Regions from separate parts of the Anas platyrhynchos genome. Here region 1 is linked to region 2. Evidence: chromatin contacts called from public Hi-C data. All regions are on one chromosome and are shown on one strand. Each heading gives the region's core, a stretch centred on a gene start, on an enhancer-like site or on the middle of the called end of the contact. The rest is flanking DNA. Distances are from core to core; before and after follow the strand shown.

Region 1 (5,694 bases), core at 2,455-4,954, 50 kb after region 2:
AGCAGCAGCCTCTCGGAACAGAGGGAACCGGTGCTCCTGCCCCTGCATCTTTCATTGAGACCAAAATAAAAAATACCCAACAGTGAGACTTTATGCTAAGAATATATTAAGAGGGCATTAGTTGGAGAATGATGGAAAATTGAAAAATAAAGTATTGTAGCATCCATCAGGTCGGTAGCTTCCTGATAACACCTCTGTCTTTATGACTATCCACAACATGCTGCCAAAGGCTTCTAGCTTCTGTCAGTCCTTGATAAGCTGATTTACACATCATTATGATAAAATGTATAAATAAATAAAAGAAGGAGAAAGTGGAGGTGGGCTGAAAAAGTGCAAAGCCCAGGGCTAAACTGATTCATCATTATTACTGTAATTGCATTTCAGCTGCTTAGAAAATACAGCAACCCATTTCCCCAGCTTTGCAATTGAGTGCTGTGGTTATGTCTCTTTTTCGGATCACACTGACATTTTCCTCCGGTCATTTCATAACCCTTTCATTTTACTCATATTTTCAAGATGTGCTGAGAAGTGACGGTCCGTTGGGGTTTCCTGTGCCCTCGGAGCTGCACGTAAACATGGCACGGGCAGGCTGCTGTCCGTAAACCCTCTGTGATTTCCTTTTGGAAAAAAGAGAGGGGCAACAGGGGAGCCTCGCTGCATTTGCATGCGGGGAAGCCAGTCCCTTGGCCCCGTAACAGCCGAGACTGGTGTGTGAGCAGGAGGAGAACATCTACCTTTCATGACTGTGCTGCAAATGAAGCAGATATTTTAGCCAGCCCCCAGGCTGTCTTTGGGGACTTTCAGGCAGAATTTGAGGAAATGCAGGAACCTTGAAAAACCGCTCAAGAGACAGGATGCCGTAGTGCAGTGCTCATGGCAGACCTACACAGAAAATACTGAGCTCAGATAGTCGTGTTACTGGGGGAGCTCCAGCACCTCGGTCCTCCCGGTGCTTTTTGCACTTCCTGAAATTAGAAGACTGCTTTTGTGTCTTATCTCTAGCCAGGCCAGGAGTGTCCTTACCAGGCAAACAGAGTCGGGGTGCTTATTGGTGTCTATCTGTCAAAATCCTGACAGAGCTACCAGAACCAGGGCATTCTTCCCAGGCTTTGACTTGTGACATCTGATAATCTTCATGGTTACGTTCAGCACTGAACAACTTCCTCCCAGCCATTAATCATATTAAAAGGATGACCTTTTCACAAAAAGTTTCTTTTCCGAGAGCTTTTGTCTGGACAAGTTCTCTGCAGAGGATCTGATCCGAAGCCCACTTGCCCAGTAACTTCAGGTGGCTTCGGAGCAAACCTGGGGAGAGGGATTTTCCTGCAGACCTCAGCAGCCCACGAGCTCTTTCAGTGCTTTGTTTCTCCGTGCAGTGAGAGCCGGTAGCTACCCTGCACTGCTGGAACTGGGACGTTGTGCAGGTGGAAGGCAGCTTTTCCCTCTGATTTGCATTAAAATGACATATTTGACTTCTGCCATCCCGAAGTATTAACAGTTTCTGGCATGTGGTACACAGGTGAGCAGAGGCACTTTTTTTGTTGACTTCTTTAATTGCCATTCATTTGCCAGGTTCAATTTAATTTGTACAAGGAACGTGTACACATACCATTACAAACCTCAGTTATACACACATAGCAGCGCCAATAATTTGGGCAGAGGCTCCAAGAGTTCACAGTGCTTTAGGAAATCAAGCACATAATACACCATCAGGAAGGTAAAAGGACAAAAAATAAATAAAAAATAAAATTTAAAAAAAAAACACCAAAAAGAGGAATAGTGATTCAAACCAGCCTGATGACAGATTCTAAGCCCACTGAGTCACTTGGCGTCTTTCCAGCAGTGCTTTGGAGGAAGGTTGGCAAGGAAGGGGAAATAAACAGATGCCTTTGCAAACGAATCATGCTTCAATTGCCAAATGTTATCCTCCGCTAAAAAATCAGAGCAAACCTTGAACCTGACATCATTACTGGAGTTTTGTTCTGATAAGTGCTTCGCACAGCACGTTGGTGCCAGGGTCCTGTCTCAGGGCCTGACTTGTCTGCGTGATGTCTGAGAAATAAAAATACTAGATAATTCTTTAAAAATTAGCAATTCAAAAGGTATGGCTAAAGATTGGCTAAAATTGCAAGCTCCCCAACAACCTGGTGTGACATTTAAAGTGCAAATCAATAGTACCCTGCGGAATGTGAAACGCAACACAGCCTGTCCATGCTGCGTTCTTGCTAGAGAGAAAATGCCAGCATGCTAATAAGAAAATACCGAATGTGACAGTGCTGGGAAGGAGAAGCTGGCAGCCAGCTTTCTCCGTGGAGCTGATGGAGGCCCCTTGGGTGTTCTCCCCCTTCCTTCCTGCTGCTGTGTGTGAAATGCAGGAGCAGGGACATCTGTAATGTGGTTGCACACCGAGATACCGGCTGTCCGGTGTTTCTGAGGGCGTTGGATTGGGGGACTGGGAGCTGGAACCTCGTTACCATCTGATTCCTAATTAGCCATGTGACAGAGAGCACGATGTGGTCATCTCGAGTCTGTGTGAAGTTTAGGAGGAGGTCCCTGCAGCCGGGGGAGAGACCCGAGATGCCAGAGAGCACCTGTATGGCAGTGAGAGTCGGATGCTTTAGGTCCCAGACTTCATCTCCCTTTCATCCCAGAGGTGATTAAAGCAGGCTGAGCAATGTCTGATTTTGGAGTTTATAAGCTTGACTAACGTGATCTCTCATTAAGATCAACAGAGCTTGTATTAAGTGACAAGAATTAAGCTTGTCCTGCAGCATCAAACTGGTGGCATCCAGTAACCTCCCTCAGCAGCAAAGGGGAAACAAAGCTGAAGAAACAAAAACAAAAACAAAAATAAAGCTGAAGAAGGGGGCAGCGTGGCCACGGGGGCTGCTGGCCGTGCCACCTCCCTGGGCCCTTCACCCAGGGCTCTCCTTTAGCTCTAGAATGACTGAGACCCACCTGGGGACAGGGTGACCTGCTGGCCCAGCTGGTTCCCTTTCGAAGGATTGCACTGTGCTTTTCCTCCCCCTTAAATACAATGCTGTGGGTGCAAGCAAAGTCCCAAATATTTTATTTTATTTTTTAAATTATTTTGACGCTGTTGGCAGGAGGCTGTACCTACAGGTTGCCCGCAGCCCCCTGCATGGCCCTGTGTGGGGACAGACATGTGGTTACAGACGTGTCCCTCAGAGGGACACAGGGGATCCTGGAATCAGAGGGTCATTAGTGTTGGAAGAGACCTTTGAGATTAGGTTGGATATGAGGAAGAACTTCCTTACTGAGAGGGTTGTGAGGCATTGCAATGGGCTGCCCAGGGAAGTGGTGGAGTCACCATCCCTGGAGGTCTTTAAAAGACGTTTAGATGTTGAACTCAGCGATATGGTTTAGTGGAGGACTGGTTAGTGTTAGTGTTAGGTCAGAGGTTGGACTGGATGATCCGGAGGTCTCTTCCAACCTAGACAATTCTGTGACTCTGCCCATCTGCTCTTTCTGACAGAAACATCTCCTCATTTCCAACCTAAACCTCCCCTGGCACAGCTCGAGGCCACCCCCTCTGATCCTATCACTATTTATCGGTGAGAAGTGGCCGACCCCATCTCCCATAACCTCCCCTCAGGCAGCCGCAGAGCGCAGCGACCCCCTCTTCCTCTCCCCTCCCCTCCACCCTTCTGAGGGCCCGGCCAAGGGGCGAGGGGGCGTGGCCTGATGGAGGGGGCGTGGCTTTATGAGACCCCGCCCCCTCTCCCTTGTGGCGGCCTCCCCTCCACGGACTTCCGGCCGCCACCGGAAGAGCCGCGGAGGACCCGGAAGCGCGGTGCCGGCTGCCCGCGGCCGCACGGTGACGGGGCGGGGACCGGGGCCGGGCCCGGGGGCTGGGCCCGGGGGTGTCGGGGGGCGCCTCGGGGGGCGGAGCCCGCTGGGTGCCGCTCCAGGGAAGCCGCAGGGCCGTGTGTTGGGCTCCCGGGGAGGGTTCCCCGCGCTCGGGGCCTTCCAGGCCGGGCCCGAGCCTCCCGTGGGGGCAGCGCGGGGCAGGCCCTGAGGTGCCTCAGGGGGGTGGGGGAGGGGCGGGGGGGGTGCGCTCCGTGCTGCCAGCCCCCGCTTCTGCCGTTTGGGGTGTTCACCCCAAAATTACACCAGCCGCATAAAGGGTTCTCGCCGCTTTTCCAAGCCGTGCCGGTCTCGGGTGTTTTCGTTTCGGTTTTCTCACGAAAACGTCGGGCCCTGAAGTGTTAGGTGGAGATGGAAGGCTTTGTTATCTGGCAATTCCCATTTTTTATTACTGTCTGAAGCTTTTTAAAAAGACACACCAGATCTCTTTCCAATAACTAAAGCTTGACTTAGAGTCAGTTTCAGAGCACTGATCAAAACGCTTCTGTGTCTACAAATGCTGTTGACAAGTGAAAGGTGGATCTCTGAGCACACACAGGACACTGGCAAGGGAAGGCTGAGTCTTGTGAGCTCACGCTATGTCCCTGATGTGGCTGAGTACAGAGGGAATCTGCCACACAGGAACCAAAACTTTCCTTTTGGTATGCTGTGGGCAGGCTGTCGTTTGGTTGCCGCTCCAGTTCGTGAGACAGGCTGCAGGCATTAAAACAGCCTGCCAGGCAGGCAGTTCCACACAGCTCTTCAGGAGCCAAGTTTAAAGGTGAAGCTCCCATAAACCCGCTTGTTGTTGTCCCTGGGGATGTGTGTGGCCTCCCTGCTAGCAACAGGGATGGAAGCACGGCACCGTGTTACACGTTTCCTCCAAGGCATGTGCAGCTGGCTCCTGGGTGTTCCTTAACGGTTTGGTATTAGGGTGGTGTGAAAATTGCTCTGTGCAGGCGTATTTCCAGCCGCCGTGTGTGTTATGGGGTGGGGGGGGCTGTGACCTCTTTGGTTGACTGAGCTTGTAACACGCATCCTGTGCTGCTTTTGTTTTTCTGTTTGCCGTGGACAGGAGGAAGTCAGCACGATGCCAGCCCTGCCCCTGGATGAACTCCAGCTGACAGAAAAGGATCCCAAGACGGGAAAGCTGAGAACGTTACCGGCACTGGTGAGCTGTGTTTTTCCTGAAAGCCAAACAAGGCCTTGAACAAATGGCTGTCATATATTGAGACCTGGGTAAAACTGGTCTTTGGCCTGGGATATGGGGAAATTTGGACAGCTTTCCAGTTCAAGACACTTTTACTACGTTCAGGTAGTGAGTTTTCATTTAACCACCATCAAAACAAAAATTCTCAGCTGTGTTCAACATCGGCAATAAATGGTGTTGTCCTCAAACTCCTCATCCAAGGAGCAGCCTGGTGAGCAATGGAAGCTGCTGCAGAGGAGAGAACGCTCTTGGAGTTTTTGCAGGCTGAATGCAGCGTAGTTCAGAGCCAGGAGAACTTTGTGCTTACTGAGTCCTCCCGCCCTCTGGCTTTGGGTTGGAACCGCAGGGTGGAACTTGAAGTCTCTGCCTCATGCTTGTGCCCAGCATGAGAGTGGCCTGCCCGTGCTGCCACATAGGAACATCCAAAGTCATGCACAAAATGACATCCGCAGCTGGCCTTTTCTTCAAGAAACACGGAGGCTTGGGCAGAGCCTTCTCTGGGGTGTGCTGCAGAAGTGGGGCCTGCTGCTAACGCTGCTGGCTCAGTTTACCCTGGGTGTTTGTGTGGGCTGAGGCAGAGCTCAGAGCTGCTGCTCGTTACCAAAATGCCTCTCGTT
Region 2 (6,027 bases), core at 335-2,834:
TTCTTTGTTCTGCTCTCTTCCAATCTGCCCTCCGCTCAGCAGCCATTCTTTTTTCCCTTTACAGTCTGCACACGGCTCCCCATCTATTTCCTTAAAATTTGCTGTTTCTTTCTTTAGGGCAACCTTCGCATCAGTCTTGTAAATTTTCTTTTCCGGTCATAAAAACCTATCCTCTGATCCTCTTCAATTTTCAATCTCCTTCCTGTCCATTACTCTTACTACCCCATAAAACTCTGTAAAATTATCTGCCTCCGTCCTCCCATTTTTCCCACTAATAACCTCCCGGTTTCATTGTTCTGTTTTTCAGGCTGAATCACACCGCGAGGCAGACGCCCAGCGCCGTTCGTTTGCTCCTGAAAGAGCCATCAATTCTATTTGCAGGCTTCCCCATTTAATAGCGCCTATCTGAATAAAGCAGTGGAGAAGCAATCATTTTGGCTTTTATAAGAATAAACATGCACTGTTATCAAAGGCCAACCACATCACAGTAGAACATTATGCTTTTGCACTATGCCTCTTGACTGTCTCTTCTTAAAAAAAAAAATATATGTATATATTGTTTTAAACAGCAACATTTTACGACTCCATTTTTTACCTTTTTGGAATCATTTTTCCTTTTATTTTTTAATTGCTGGAGCTGTCACCTTGCTGCAGTACAAGATAGGTTCAGAGAAATATACCTCAAAATACGCTCAGGCTGTTTGGTAGCACATTTGCTCTTGAAGGATCTGATTTGCTCTCTACCCTGCACACCAGATGGCCTCAGACTACTGGGTACCAGGTGGCACCCAAGGGCCATGAGCTGGAATTAGTATTTCCTTGTTGTTTTTCCAGTTCGGAGCCAGAAATAATGTTAGGGTTCTGCTACGTACTGGTTACTTCAACAGCACGGGGCCAAGGCTATGTGCTGTACATCCTGAAGCGTGGTGGAAGATGGAATATGGACGTACTGAAACGGCAAGGTCAGCTCAGAAGGGCTCAAAGGACTCCTGTCGATGGAGGGAGTCAAATCCTTCCAGGTGCAATCTGGTTCATACAGCCTACAAAGAGTACCTGAAGCACATTTTGCTTTTAATTGCACCTAGGTTGCAGTTGGGTTTTGCCTTGCGGGTAGTTATTTAGTCCCTTTCTCTGTTTTGAGGACCAACACACATGCAACATGAACAGTCAGACAAGCAGGACCTGGGGACAACACTAAGCTATTGCTCAGCACAGATGACCCACAACTGTAATATAAGGCTGGGAAGAAACCAGACAAACCATTTTTCCACTAAAGGCCAAGGGAAAGCTCACGCTAAAACTCATTAGATCCTAAAGACTGAAAATCTTCCTCATCTTGCCAGTATGACTTTTTTTTTTTCCTCCTGTGTCCAAAATCTGGGCTACATTCAAACCCAGGGTTTCATAGAATACACTAACATTTTAATTCCCCCATAAATGCAATTAGCTTACACAGAGAAAAATGATTAGACAGAAATACCAGCTGTAAAGTTTGAAATTTTCTTAAGGAAAGCCAATCAACAGAGAGCAGCCTGGGAACCAAACTTGTTATGTGCACTGAGATATCACTGTTGAGTCTGCATTATAATCCCATAGATAAATACAAGGCAACACTTTTGAATGCCGTAATCCCTCCAATTTATGCATGGTCTAAGGGATCTTTTGTTTTTGCATTTAAAACTCCATGTCCCTGTTACGACTCAGATCTAGGAAATTATCCATGGAAAGGACTTATGCATACAACCCTTTTCTGCAGTGTTGCAAGGTGAGCATTATCGACATTTAAATGTATTTATTTTCAAGCACAGGTGCAGCAAGTGATCTAGCAACATTGTGCTACTTACTGAGGTTTCACAAGCATCGTTTGGACAGCCAGTCTATTGAATTGCAAACAAAAAGAGAACAGTGAGGTACAAAAACAAAGACTAGGAATCCATTTTTAACTGGATCCCATTTCTTTCATGCAGTTGTCCTTATTAAGGTACAAGTAGTTGGCGTGCATTCTGCTTTCCCTGGAGGTCCATTCCTACAGCTACTGCACAGGAATATTCCACCTCCTGCAAGAGGCCGTGCCTGCCCAGAACAGCTGCACACCCAGCCACTGGGAACAAACACTTCTCACAAGTGTTTTTACTGTAATACAGATGCTTGCTAACAATCTTCTTTCACATACACAAATACCTCTCTCTGCTGAGGTGGGAAAGTTGGTACTAAATCCGGCCTTAGGGTATTGATTTCTAGAAAAGTCACTGAAAATTAAGAATGTTTTCTGAATAGGTCTAGTGATATAAAAATAGAAAAGGATTTAGATGAATGTGATCAAACAGTACTCAGCAAAGATTTCATTTAGAAAATCACCAATAAAAATTGATCAACAATAACCAAACTGATTATTATTCCAAACTTTAGCAACTGAGATATGGTTCCTCATTACTACAAATACCTTTTTATCTTTACAAGTATTCCAAATCTTGTCTGCCTTGAATTCTAGTACCGGAGAGTTCACAGTAAGTAATTAGTGATGGCCATATATGATTAGAGAAGAACAATCTATATTCTACTCTACCTGCCACACTACCTAATTGAATCTTTCTCACTAATGATGACAAACAAAGCAGGACTAACAACCTCAGAGACATCAGACGGAGTTCTTACTCAGGCCTTACAAGGTCAGAACACTGCACATCGAAGTCAGTGAAGCAACACTAACATGGTAATATTGACAAAATTTTGTGCTGTCTTTCCTGAACTCAAACAAATAATATTTTAAGAAAACGTTAATTTTTGTGGCTGTTCATAAACATTACATTGGCAATTCTTCAAAAATTATCCTCCAATACTCCTAAGGACAGACACAACAGTAAGTGCAGTACATTCATTAGTGCCTTATCTAATAAAGTAATTCAGTCGTTTCCTGGCATTCCCAAGGACAAACTCTTGATTTTTAGAATTACGCTCGTTTCTCATGTCTCGGCTCCTTGTTTATAAATATTCACTCCTTTCCACTGTCACTTCTACTTGCCAAATTCATACAGCAGTTGGACTCTGAATTAAAAAATAAGTAAAGCTAACAGTAAACACTACAGTAATAGTTTTATTGTAGCAGGCCTATTGGTAGAATTCAGCCTTAGAGTTTATGTTCATATAACAAAGATATGGACCCCTATAAAATGCACTCCTCATAATGAGTCTTCCGTTTGTTGGTGACAGCACGGAGGGATGCATCTGGCTGGGCTGCAGCTGAGACATCCCAGCACCTAGCTGACCCTTGGCTCCCATCCCCAGGTGCACGTACAGATTAACTTCCAAGTCCCAAATCGTAACCCAGGACTGACTATGGAATAAAGAGGCGGAAAGTAAAGCTATGCTACCTCTGCATATACACATACACCATCTCCTTTGTATGGTCAGCAGTGGAAGATAAGAGCCCTTAAATGTCCAATTAAATTATTGCCATCAGAAATTTCCTGCCATCGTTTTAAATTAACTGCCGTGTTCAGAAATAATACGTTTGCTGAAAAAAAATACACCATCACGAACTCTAGCACTTTACGTGTGCTTTTTATATTATGCTGTACGCAGATGTTCACTAGCCAGCAGATACGCCTGTTCAGCCCATTATGTTGACAACTCATGAACTAAAAGAGCACTTTATGTGATTAATGGTAACAATGACAGGCACACAGAAGTCTGTAGGTAATAGAGCCATACGATTAGAGACAACGTAAAACAGTGAAGCTTTAGTTTTAAACAATCAGTAAACAACGTTTTTATAGAATTAATAATTTGGCTCTGGCACAAAACAATAAAAGAACAATTTAAATTTAAGACTGATGTGGTGTCAAAAGTTAACACAGCTACGTGCACAGGAAATCTCACTGATGTTCCAGACCGCTGTGCTGCATGTGTCTCAGTCAAGTATGTGACAGCACCTGACAATTCTTATGCTTTGTTGCCCTTGCTTTTGTCCGCTTTAGAACAACACGCATCAGTTTCGGTGTTTTACATTTACACTTTACAGCTCAGGATTCATGACTGACACCTTGCAATTGTCCACAACTAGCTAGGGTCAGGACTTGACTTGAACTAAGGAGATTGGTGAAAAACCCATCACCATGGGGGAAAAAACGTGCTTAGATTGCTTGGATGTGTTTTGCTGGTTTTATTATAAATATTTACAGAAATACTTCTGTGCCATGTAGAATGTCCTAATGAATTCTACATAGTTCACAGCTGGTACTGTAACTAGTAAGACTGGCACATGTCAATTATACCACTGTAAGGAACTTCACAATGCCCATTTAATTTATGTTTATATAACATTTCTCTCTATGACCTTGAGTACCTAGATATGTAACAATTTTTAAGAATGGATCTAAAGCTCTATGAAGAAATGCACAGGCATCTGACAAGGAGGTAAAATTCACAGATCTCTTGCTTTAATGATAGCACCAAAACCATTCACTTCCAGGCATCAAGCTTCAGTAGCTAAACTCTTCCAGATTTTCTTGGTGAAGCTTCTCTAAGCAAGCTATGAACCTAGCTTAGATGCTGCAGACAGCCCGTAGGAAGACCCTGGGCTTGTCTACTGACCATATACAGAGCTTAGGAGAACATCTTGCAGACTTAGCCAGTTATAGAGGGACCATAAAGTTGATGAGAAGTGTCCTTACAGAGCCTCGTTTTCAGAGGTGCTGAGCCACCTTTTGATGTCTAAAACCACATCTGTTTTCTGTGAAAAATGCGACTTGAGCATCACAAAGAGATTTTCTATTACCACTAACCTTAAAAGGCAGGATCACTGTACTGTCACCTAATTCTTTTATTTGGATTGGGTTCAAAATAGCTGTATTACTGTAGTAGCATGAATAACACTTACGTTCACAACAGACTCCTTGAATTTGATGTGAAGTCTGTAATTAGAAAGTGCAATGATGGCATCCTCTGCTCGTCCTACATACTCTGTACTCTCACCATGAAGTTCAATGAACGGGACCTTCAGAATGGCAAGAGAAATCTTTTAGAAAGCATTTACCAAAACCACATACCTCCTATAAATACCCACTCAAGTACACAATAACAAAAGAACAAACTGAAATGCTGCTGAGAACTCAAACCTAGCTATTATTGCTAAGAAGGAATTGCAGCCTCTGTTTTATAAAATTCCTCTTTTTCTCATACTTTGCCTGAGTAGAATGTGCTTGGTTAGTTAAAACAGTGAATTTTTATTAAAAAAATTGAGTAAATCATCTTCACATTTTGGCAAGCAGTCTGACCTTCTGATTTATGCTCTTGCTCCTTACTTCATGGAATGTGGCATTTCCACAGTGTTATTAAATTCATCCCAAAGTGAATCATGCATAACCTTCTACACTGTTGGTCCCTTCACCAAGCAAGCTCAGACAACCAGCTTAGACTGGATACCTAACTGCTACACAGTGGAAATCAGTTGGACAAATCATACATTTTGACTTGTATTTCTTGCTGCAAACAAGAAAATGCATGACATGCTGCTGTTTTATAGGTTGGAAAGAAATTATGATTGCAATCTTATTATGCTGCACCTAAAAACTGCAACTGCTTAACTAAAACCAAGATTTAAACCCAATTTAGCTGAGTTGAGTGAAACATGTCTAAGGGCTCAACTTGAAACAAAACTGGTTTTGCAATGACTTAGTTTAAATTAATTTAAAATATTTTCTATTAAAATGAAATAAACTACCTCTTTAGTTGATATAAGGATGTTTACATGACTATATCACCTGAAATAAACTGATTTCAAAAGAAACTTTGGAAAAACAAAAGAAAACAACAAAAAAATCAAATTTGTGTAACGTAAGACATCTGGTTTCTTTGTAACAAGGAGTAATGGTACAATTTGAACAACAGTGTTAGGTGGGAGGTTTTTTATTTATTTTATTGAAACATAAAGAGTTCCAAACTATGTAGTAAAAACCTTCCTTGTGTTGGTAGACAGGGATTATTAGTAGATTCTCAGTTCAGGAATTAGCACTTGGAATTACGACA

Evidence for each region. Hi-C and Micro-C count contacts between places; a contact is called where the count stands out from the background.
Region 1: a Hi-C map of subcutaneous adipose tissue shows a contact between it and region 2, with 1.9 times the contacts expected there. The contact joins the promoter of ASCC2 here to the enhancer-like site in region 2. A contact is called at or near these places in 3 of 8 Hi-C or Micro-C datasets (liver, skeletal muscle and subcutaneous adipose tissue).

The regions. Positions count from the first base shown.
Region 1 is chr16:5,426,729-5,432,422 of IASCAAS_PekinDuck_T2T, forward strand. ASCC2 (activating signal cointegrator 1 complex subunit 2) reads left to right here and starts at 3,705. Exons shown (of 19, transcript XM_038187371.2): 1 at 3,705-3,838; 2 at 4,943-5,038. The coding sequence starts at 3,725.
Region 2 is chr16:5,378,852-5,384,878 of IASCAAS_PekinDuck_T2T, forward strand. It overlaps MTMR3 (myotubularin related protein 3), which reads right to left. Exons shown (of 21, transcript XM_072024442.1): 6 at 4,880-4,996; 7 at 1,845-1,877. Among named protein-coding and RNA genes, the nearest start is that of MTMR3, 39 kb to the right of the region's middle. Within about 2 kb of position 1,585, at least 3 of the 8 cell types and tissues checked have an H3K27ac peak or open chromatin away from gene starts, as enhancers often do.